3 separate regions of the Zea mays genome follow, and regions 2 and 3 are each linked to region 1. Evidence: chromatin contacts called from public Hi-C data. All regions are on one chromosome and are shown on one strand. Each heading gives the region's core, a stretch centred on a gene start, on an enhancer-like site or on the middle of the called end of the contact. The rest is flanking DNA. Distances are from core to core; before and after follow the strand shown. Region 1 holds the start of LOC100501548 (nucleotide-sugar transporter/ sugar porter). Region 2 holds the start of LOC542675 (fasciated ear2). Region 3 holds the start of LOC100274674 (tRNA (guanine(37)-N1)-methyltransferase 1).

Region 1 (2,909 bases), core at 384-2,883:
TTGATACTTATTTGCAATTTTTTTTATCGAAACTAGAATATTTTATGAATTTAATTGTATTTTGATGATTATCTGTAAAAATAAATTAACAATACTAAATAGCCTAAAAATTCATGAAATTTTATGGAGACGCAACATATGTCCACATATAATCATAAAAATATTTGGATAATAAAATCCATAAAATTCCAACGTTTCTTCCATTTCACTTCCACTTATTACATGAGTTAGACGTGAAATCACTCTAAGTATTTAAGTTTCAAAATAATCAATACTCCACTTTATCATTTTCATGTGGTGAATTAGAGGGTGTTTAGTTTCTAGAGACTAATTTTTAGTCCCTCCATTTTATTCCATTTTAGTCCCTAAATTGCCAAATACGGAAACTGAAATATAGTCCCTCCATTTTATTTTATTGTAGTCCTAAATTGTCAAATACGAATATTTAGCAATTTAGGGACTAAAATGAAATAAAATGGAGGGACTGAAAATTAGTCTCTAGAAACAAACACTTAAGGTTATAATAAGCGAACTAGACTGTAGTGAATAGTAAGAAATTCATGCATTATCCGACAAGTATCTGATATCAGGTCAAACAAAATTCATATTCGTCATTTATCCATCCGAATAAATATTCGGTCTCTGTATCTATATCCATCCCTTTTTTAACTATTCGTATCTGATTAAAATATATTAAGGTAGTATATAGAATGACCTACTCCCTCAGTGTCCTATTAATTGTCATTTTGGACAAGGTTCAAACCAAACTTATAAAATTTTAAATACAATTAACTATTTTATTATTTAGTTTTAAAACCTAACATTTATATGCACCGATTTATGTTAAAAAAATAATTTTATAAAAGTATAAATGTATTAAAAATTTATTTGCATTTTGATAAAAATATTAGTTAAAATTATATTTTGAAGACTGTATCGTTAAACGACAACTGAAGTAATATATTTGTCCTGTCGCCTCCGCCTCAGCGTGCCCGAGGTAAGTACAGTAAGGTCGACGATGGTCAAAACGTACCCGGCGCCAAATCGCTGTTTGACAACGGGAAAACGGCAGCGGCCCACCCCGGCGCATCCGACTCCGACTCCGAGCACCACGCGGGGCCCGCAGCGGCTCCTCAGAGCGATGAGCGCTGGATAACGGCGAGTTGCCATATGGCGTTCGGTAGGCTGGCACTGTGCGACGTGCGCTCAAGCGCGGGAGCGCTGGGAAGAAGGCTCGCACCGTCGCACGTCTTCGATCGGACGGCGCACAGTAAATCCATCAACGGATTCACGCTCAGGCCGAATTAAAAAGTTTAAATAAAAGCGAATTAAGAGGACCTATAATAATTTAGAACAAAAGCGGTAGCGTGTAAAAGAAATCTGGCAAATTAATACGGAAATAAAATCAAATCACAAAAAATCAGACCACCACAAATGCTGGGGATCAAAAAAGGAAGAAAAAAAAAACCGCCCGAGCGATTATTTATGTTGACCAAAGAAAGAAGAAGGAAACACTCGAGCGGGATTTCGTGTTTACCCGAAAAACACACAAAATACAAATATAAATAGACCTAAACACCCGCCTTCCGGTCGCGTCCCTCTTCCTCTTCCCACCTTCCCTCCTCCCTTCTCCAATCATCCCTTTCTGGCTTTCTCCTCCCCCCTGAGACCCCGAGTCCTGCCGGATTCCGAGATCCCGGAGGCAGCTTCCCACGGGCTCCTCTCACTACGGTAGCTGGATCAAACCATCGTGCTCTCGTCTCGACAGAAACCCCGGCCGAAAACCCAGCCGGACCCAGCCCTGTTCGCCGCGCGCGCGGTGCCCAGGCCGTGCCAGATCTGCGAGATCCGCGCCGACACCGCTACGACTATCACCAGGTACAGAGGCCGAGCGGAACCCCTCGGATCCGCTCGCGTAGCCAGTCCTCTCCGACGTATTGCCGCTGGTTTGGTGAAAATGGCGTGGTCGCTCGCTGTAGGTGGATGCTCTCGTGATCTCTCGGAGGCCGCGGGGACTGAGCAGCGTCTCGGCGGCGGCGTGGCCTGCATAGCCGTCGGCGTGCCGAGATGCAACGGAACGGGGTGGTGGAATGCAGCGTGTGCCGCTCCCGGGTGGTGGTGCCGAGCCCCCGGAGCGTGTCCAGGGCGTACGACAAGCACCGCAACAAGATGTCGTCCAAGTTCCGGGCGCTCAACGTCTTCCTCGTCGTCGGCGACTGCATCCTTGTTGGTCTCCAGGTGTGTGTGTGTGTGTGTGTCTAAACGCTTCATTTTCAGTCCCTCGCGTGGGAGACGTTTGCACAATCAATGCTTGAGTGAAATGGTCTCACGGATTTGGTACACAAATAATGATTTTACTATTGCTAATGCCTCACATGCTTGACCCTGGCCCTTTGCTGTAGTGTTACGTTCATCTGAGTAGCAAACGTTTGGCCTTGGGGCATTATGCTAATGTTTCACTTTGTTTATCCAGCCCATCCTAGTGTTCATGTCAAAGGTTGATGGGAAGTTTCAGTTCAGTCCCATCAGTGTTAACTTTCTGACGGAGGTTATGAAAGTCATCTTTGCTGTCGTCATGCTCATAATTCAGGTTTGTTGTTCTTATTTTCTTACTGATGTTTTTCCCTTTTGGCAAGCATTCTGACTCAAAAGTGACTTTAGGAATGAAGAGTCATCCATTTTGCATGAGCTATTTTCATATGTTAGAGCCAGATAACATTTATGATCTCCTAATAAGCAGCCCACTAAACACTCTTGTGATTTGTGGTTCTGGCGTAAGGATCAGATGACTATAGATGTTTACATGCAAAAGGGAATGAGAAAAAGGGTTTGTCCAACAAAAACATGAAGCCGTATTTCCTAGCAGTTAATGCCTTCTAAAATGTGGAGTTGCACTCTTGCTTGGTCAC
Region 2 (2,709 bases), core at 190-2,689, 160 kb after region 1:
AGAAATAAATCCCCTTGTCTTAGCTAGAGAGCCATTGCTGAGCAGGAAGGTTCCCTCTCAAAAATTTCAACTAGGGAGGCTTGGAATTTCTGAGGTGGATAAGAGAAACCTCGGTGCATCCATAGTCAAAGAGATTTGACCCAAGGGGCACCCCACCTCAAATTTCGAGGGTTCAGAATTTCCAAAGGAGAGGAAGATACCATAAAGCAAAACTTCGAAGTTTAGAGGTGTTACTCAAATTTTTCCAAAGGGGGGTTTGAAATTTTCCAAGGGGAGAGAATTTTTTGGGGAAAGAGGAACATCAGCAGAAAGCCAAGGTTCAAAGTTAAGGCGGTGTCCAGAATTTTTTGTGGTGTTGAAAACAGGACGAATAAAAGAAAGAGAATACTTGCTCTTTTAGAGGTTTTTTAAGAGACCTTTTTAGAGTATTATTGGGAATGTTAGGAGTTAATGAGTATAATGTTTTGAGCATATTTTGACACCTACAAGTAATTTTTTCTATATCCTTCTTTATGATATACTATACTTGAAAGAAGATTGAATTAAAACTAAAATCTCTCTCTCAAGTTGAATTGTTGTGCCACATCTTTCACTAATTTATAATTAAAGGGTCTCATATTTTTTGTACTTTTTTATAATTATATTTAATTGTAAATCTCATAAAATATTGTTAGCTCGTGTCATCAAATCACTAAAATCCATAAATAGGATTGATGCACTTAGCTCTTTAAAATGAAAAAGGTACAAAAATATAAAAAAAATCGTGAACCCCCCAATCAATTTCTAATTGCATTGTGAAAACTTCGACAACAAAAATATAAGATACCACCAAAATAAAATAGTATCAAACAATATCATCCTCTATTTCAAACTTCTTTATGCAAGCAGCGTCATTCACAATTTCGCGTCCTCTATTTTACACACTGTACTGCAGACAACCTTAACATCTATGTTGGTTGTATCACATATTTTTGTTGTAGAAAATTTCCAAAGCACATTTAAACTTGATTAAAATATTTTGGGGGTTTAACGATATTTTTTTATTATTCTAGAACTAAATATATTTTTAAAGCTTATAGATATATTTTCGCGGGCTCTAAATACTTTTTTCTCCGGTCCCAATCTATTTCTAATATTTTTGAACTTTTTATATACTTTCAATGTTTTAAATAAACTTTTTCCGATTTTCTTAGTAAAAAGTTGAAACCATCCTAAAATAAAAACTATTTCTAACCATGGTAGAGAGCTAATTTAAGCGGCTTTAAGATTTGAAGAAGAAATTGCCTTATTTTAGAGTTCATTCAAGAAGGAAAAAATGGAGTCCTAGTTGAGGGAAAACACCACAGATTCCACAGCCTTCGCCTGTTCGCCACCTTTCCTCCAAAATTTGACCCACACGCGGCGACGCCCGAGGCCCCGAGCGACCACATCCTCCGCGGCCGCGGCGACGCCCGAGGCCTGCAAAACCCTAACCACTCAGGTTCTGCCGGCCACCGCCACCACCACCACCAGTCCACCACCATGCTGACAGCCACTCCCCTACCCCATCAGCTCCTGGCCACCTTCCTCCTCGTCCTGGCGTCGGCGACCCAACCTGCAGTCCCTGCCTCCACCGACCGCGCAGCGCTTCTCGCCTTCCGCGCGTCCCTGTCGCCGCCCTCCCGCGCCGCGCTATCCTCGTGGAGCGGCCCGCTCTCGCCATCCTGGCTCGGCGTGTCGCTCCACCCCGCCACGGCGCCAGCCCCTTCGGTCACCACTCCCTCCGTTGCCGAACTCTCGCTCCGGGGCCTCAACCTCACGGGCGTGATCCCCGCGGCGCCGCTCGCGCTCCTCCGACGTCTCCGGACGCTCGACCTCTCCGCCAACGCGCTTTCGGGAGAGCTTCCCTGCTCCCTCCCGCGCTCGCTCCTCGCGCTCGACCTCTCCCGCAACGCGCTCTCGGGGGCTGTCCCCACCTGCCTGCCGTCCTCGCTCCCCGCGCTCCGCACCCTCAACCTCTCCGCCAACTTCCTCCGCCTCCCGCTCTCCCCGCGTCTCTCCTTCCCCGCGCGCCTCGCTGCCCTTGATCTCTCCCGCAACGCCATCTCCGGCGCCGTCCCGCCGCGGATCGTCGCCGACCCCGACAACTCCGCTCTCCTCCTCCTCGACCTCTCCCACAACCGCTTCTCCGGCGAGATCCCCGCCGGTATCGCAGCCGTACGGAGCCTGCAGGGGCTTTTTCTCGCGGACAACCAGCTTTCCGGGGACATTCCTCCGGGGATAGGGAACCTGACCTATTTGCAGGTGCTGGATTTGTCGAATAACCGATTGTCCGGTTCAGTGCCTGCCGGACTTGCAGGCTGCTTCCAGCTTCTGTACCTGCAGCTTGGGGGTAACCAGCTCTCTGGGGCACTCCGTCCGGAGCTCGACGCACTAGCTAGTCTCAAGGTTCTAGATTTGTCGAATAACAAGATATCTGGGGAGATTCCCCTGCCGCTGGCTGGGTGCAGGTCTTTGGAGGTGGTGGACTTGTCAGGAAATGAGATCTCCGGTGAGCTCAGCAGTGCTGTAGCGAAATGGCTGAGCTTGAAGTTCTTATCACTGGCTGGTAACCAGCTCTCCGGCCACCTACCTGACTGGATGTTCTCGTTCCCCCTGCTCCAGTGGCTTGATTTGTCTAGTAATAAGTTTGTGGGTTTCATCCCAGATGGGGGGTTCAATGTCAGTGAA
Region 3 (2,962 bases), core at 231-2,730, 200 kb before region 1:
TCTAAGAATATATAAAGCGAGCAAGTTACTAAGAAAAAGAAGTACGTAGAAGTGTGCTTACGTCATAGATAACCTTTGCTATGACATCTTTATATGCTAGCAAGTCATCAGATATGTTCAGATGAGCAACATGACCTGCAGACATCATACAAAAAATATTTAAAAAGAGATAACAACAAAATCAAGAAAAGTATCATCAAGTTTAGTATACTTAACAATTGTCTCAAACGAAGAGGGTACCTCCACTCCAGCAGGCAGGATTCGCTTCAAAATGTGATCTATCAGAAATTTAAAAAAAAACATTGATCAAACCCATAATATTAAAAAATTTAAAAATGGTTGAACTGGTTTTGTCAGCTCAAAACTCATCAATAAAGGAAAAGGCAAATGTCGATGACAATTAATAAGCAGCAATGGGTGAATTATGGCACCCTTTTTAGTAAAGAAGACTTAAAACTTCATAGAAAATTTATAGAACAAAAGAATATGGAAGATATGTACCACAAAGTCGAACGATACTAAAACATAACAGAAATCAGATTATAAAGAAAAGATCTTAAACAGACCTGCACTCCAATATGAATAACCTAGGGTCAATGTGTAAGGTACAACTTCAACATTGCATAGTTGCTTCAATGAATCAAGCGCCTGCTGTGACATGTCAGATAAATCTGCACACCAAAACATTAACACGGGTAAGTCATTATCCTTTAAATACCAAGAGACTGATCAGGACAGAAAATTGTGTTGCAAGAGTCAGAGATTTCTGAAGCCACAGGAACATTTCAAATAGCCTTATATTATAGTTCAATGGAGTAATGTGCTGGCTATTCCAACATGATTTGGTGACGTGGCGCTGCAATGTTTGCTCAGTTAATAGTGTAATTTTTTTGCAACTGACAGAGCCCATCCTAAGAGTAACATACCGGGCTTCTGAATCCTTTCAGACAGTATGACGAGCCGGTTCTTGTCGCCCTCGGGGTCCTCAACTACAGGTTTAACCCTTGGCTTGTCGAGCAGATAACTAAAATCACAGATGGGGAAGGGAAATGAGCCCCCAATTAGTCGTTGACGCAACGGATACTATAACTAAGTTATCCGTTCGTTTTTCATGTTCCTACCAGATTAATTGGATTGGAACCTGGAACAAGGGAGAAACGTTACCCGGAGCGAAGGAGGCGGGTAACTGCGGAGGCGAGCTCACGGGGGATGCGGAGCGCCAAGAGCTCTAACCGCTGCTCGAACTTGCTCTCATCCAGCTTCTCCATAGCCCCTCTCCGGCTCTCCCTCTCTTTCTCTCTCACACACTCTCTCTCTCTTGAACTCCTCCCTCTGGCTGGAGGTTTCTAGGGTTTTGGCCGCTGGGGAATCGGGAAACGGAGCGGGCGTGGCGGTGGCCGCTGGGTGGCGTTTGGGTCGTCCGAATTTTTTTTTAACTTTAGCTATTAAGTTTGACTGATGGACGACTTAATTTCTTTTTTAGACGTTTTGCTCGACGTCAAGGCTGGTGACGTTGGGTAAACATGTCTCGACGGCACGCTGATAATTGATGTGATCTATTTCTACGCCTCACGATTGTGGCGCCGAACTAGACAATGGCTGATTGGATAAGGAGAAGAAACGGATTTCACAGGAAAGGGTGCGTGCTTTTGAAAGGCTTCCTGTGCGACCGTGCCTGACATCTCCCTGACGCAACTACAACACACAACCTCCCTGACAGCTTGATATCATGGAGCACCACGCTACAGCATATAGACAGTTTTTTTATATATGGAAGCCGGTTTAAAATGACAATAATGAGACTATCCACGTCACTTGTAGGTATGAGTGCTTTGAGTAGGACTTATGCTTCTTAAACCGTCGTTATTAGCATGTAGGGTATAATTTTTTATTCTTTTGTTTTAAAGATATTAGATGGTTATACATCCTTTTTCGATCATCTTATATACCGTATTTTTTATCTACGTGCCGACGTCTGACACTATCACGCTGACACATACATATGTACCCATGCATGTTCGGCAGAGGCAACTGGGAGACCATTGCCTAGGTCGGTTCCAAAATCTATGCATCGAGCTAGGTCACATGAGCTGACAGCGTGTATCGAGATACCATCGCATTAGGTACCTCGACGCCATGGCTTATGACGCGAGACATGTTTGAGCGCTATGAGCCATAACACCGAGAAATAGGTCAAAACAACGACATTAAATCGGGTCAAACGTAAATTTTTTTCTGAAAAGGGCTAAAATAAAAAAATCGGCTTGGATTGTGGGATATCGGTGGAAATTATATCAGCTGTTTGGGTCGTGGTTCATGAGAACGAGAAATAAACACGGAAGAGGATATGGAAATAGACCTTTTTCCATAAATCGTATTAGATCATCTTCATCAACATGACCTATAAAAATGTTTTATAGTTTAAAAATAAGTATATTTTTATAGAAAATAAGGCACCAACAAAATATTATGATCTAACAGTAAAGTCTTAAATCTAAATTATAGGGCAGACCACTACGGTTTAGTATATTTGATGTACTTGAGATGGTGCCCTATATTTTTTAATCAAATTTTATAAAATAAGGCATTATTGGAGTAATTTTTTTTCTTTATATAGCCCTATATTTCAATTTGAGACATCAGTTTGAGGCATTGTTGGAGATGCTCTTAGAGCAATTTCAGGAGACTTTCTATATCCTTCCTAATTAATATGAATAGAATTTTTTTTGTAGAAAAAATGTCTTCCACCAGCTTATTTAAATAGTTATCCAAATACAGTTATCTTCTATTCTGGGTTTATCGCTAGCAAAAAATAGAAAATACGAATGACTCTAGAGTGAAAACAATATATAGACAAGTTGTTAGAGATTAGAAAGATATACAAAGTAGTTTTTATGCAAACGACTCTCCAAATGATAATTTAGAGAATGAAATTTAGAAAGACTCTTGGAGACACTTTTGG

Evidence for each region. Hi-C and Micro-C count contacts between places; a contact is called where the count stands out from the background.
Region 2: a Hi-C map of endosperm shows a contact between it and region 1, with 5 times the contacts expected there. The contact joins the promoter of LOC542675 here to the promoter of LOC100501548 in region 1. A contact is called at or near these places in 4 of 25 Hi-C or Micro-C datasets (ear, endosperm, leaf and 1 more).
Region 3: a contact with region 1 is called in a Hi-C map of tassel, with 3 times the contacts expected there. The contact joins the promoter of LOC100274674 here to the promoter of LOC100501548 in region 1. A contact is called at or near these places in 2 of 25 Hi-C or Micro-C datasets (ear and tassel).

The regions. Positions count from the first base shown.
Region 1 is chr4:138,846,773-138,849,681 of Zm-B73-REFERENCE-NAM-5.0, reverse strand. LOC100501548 (nucleotide-sugar transporter/ sugar porter) reads left to right here and starts at 1,633. Exons shown (of 16, transcript NM_001196244.1): 1 at 1,633-1,878; 2 at 1,980-2,238; 3 at 2,474-2,590. The coding sequence starts at 2,068.
Region 2 is chr4:138,682,032-138,684,740 of Zm-B73-REFERENCE-NAM-5.0, reverse strand. LOC542675 (fasciated ear2) reads left to right here and starts at 1,439. Exons shown (of 1, transcript NM_001112192.2): 1 at 1,439-2,709. The coding sequence starts at 1,522.
Region 3 is chr4:139,049,033-139,051,994 of Zm-B73-REFERENCE-NAM-5.0, reverse strand. LOC100274674 (tRNA (guanine(37)-N1)-methyltransferase 1) reads right to left here and starts at 1,480. Exons shown (of 11, transcript NM_001148994.2): 1 at 1,165-1,480; 2 at 927-1,024; 3 at 567-671; 4 at 216-278; 5 at 62-135. The coding sequence starts at 1,268.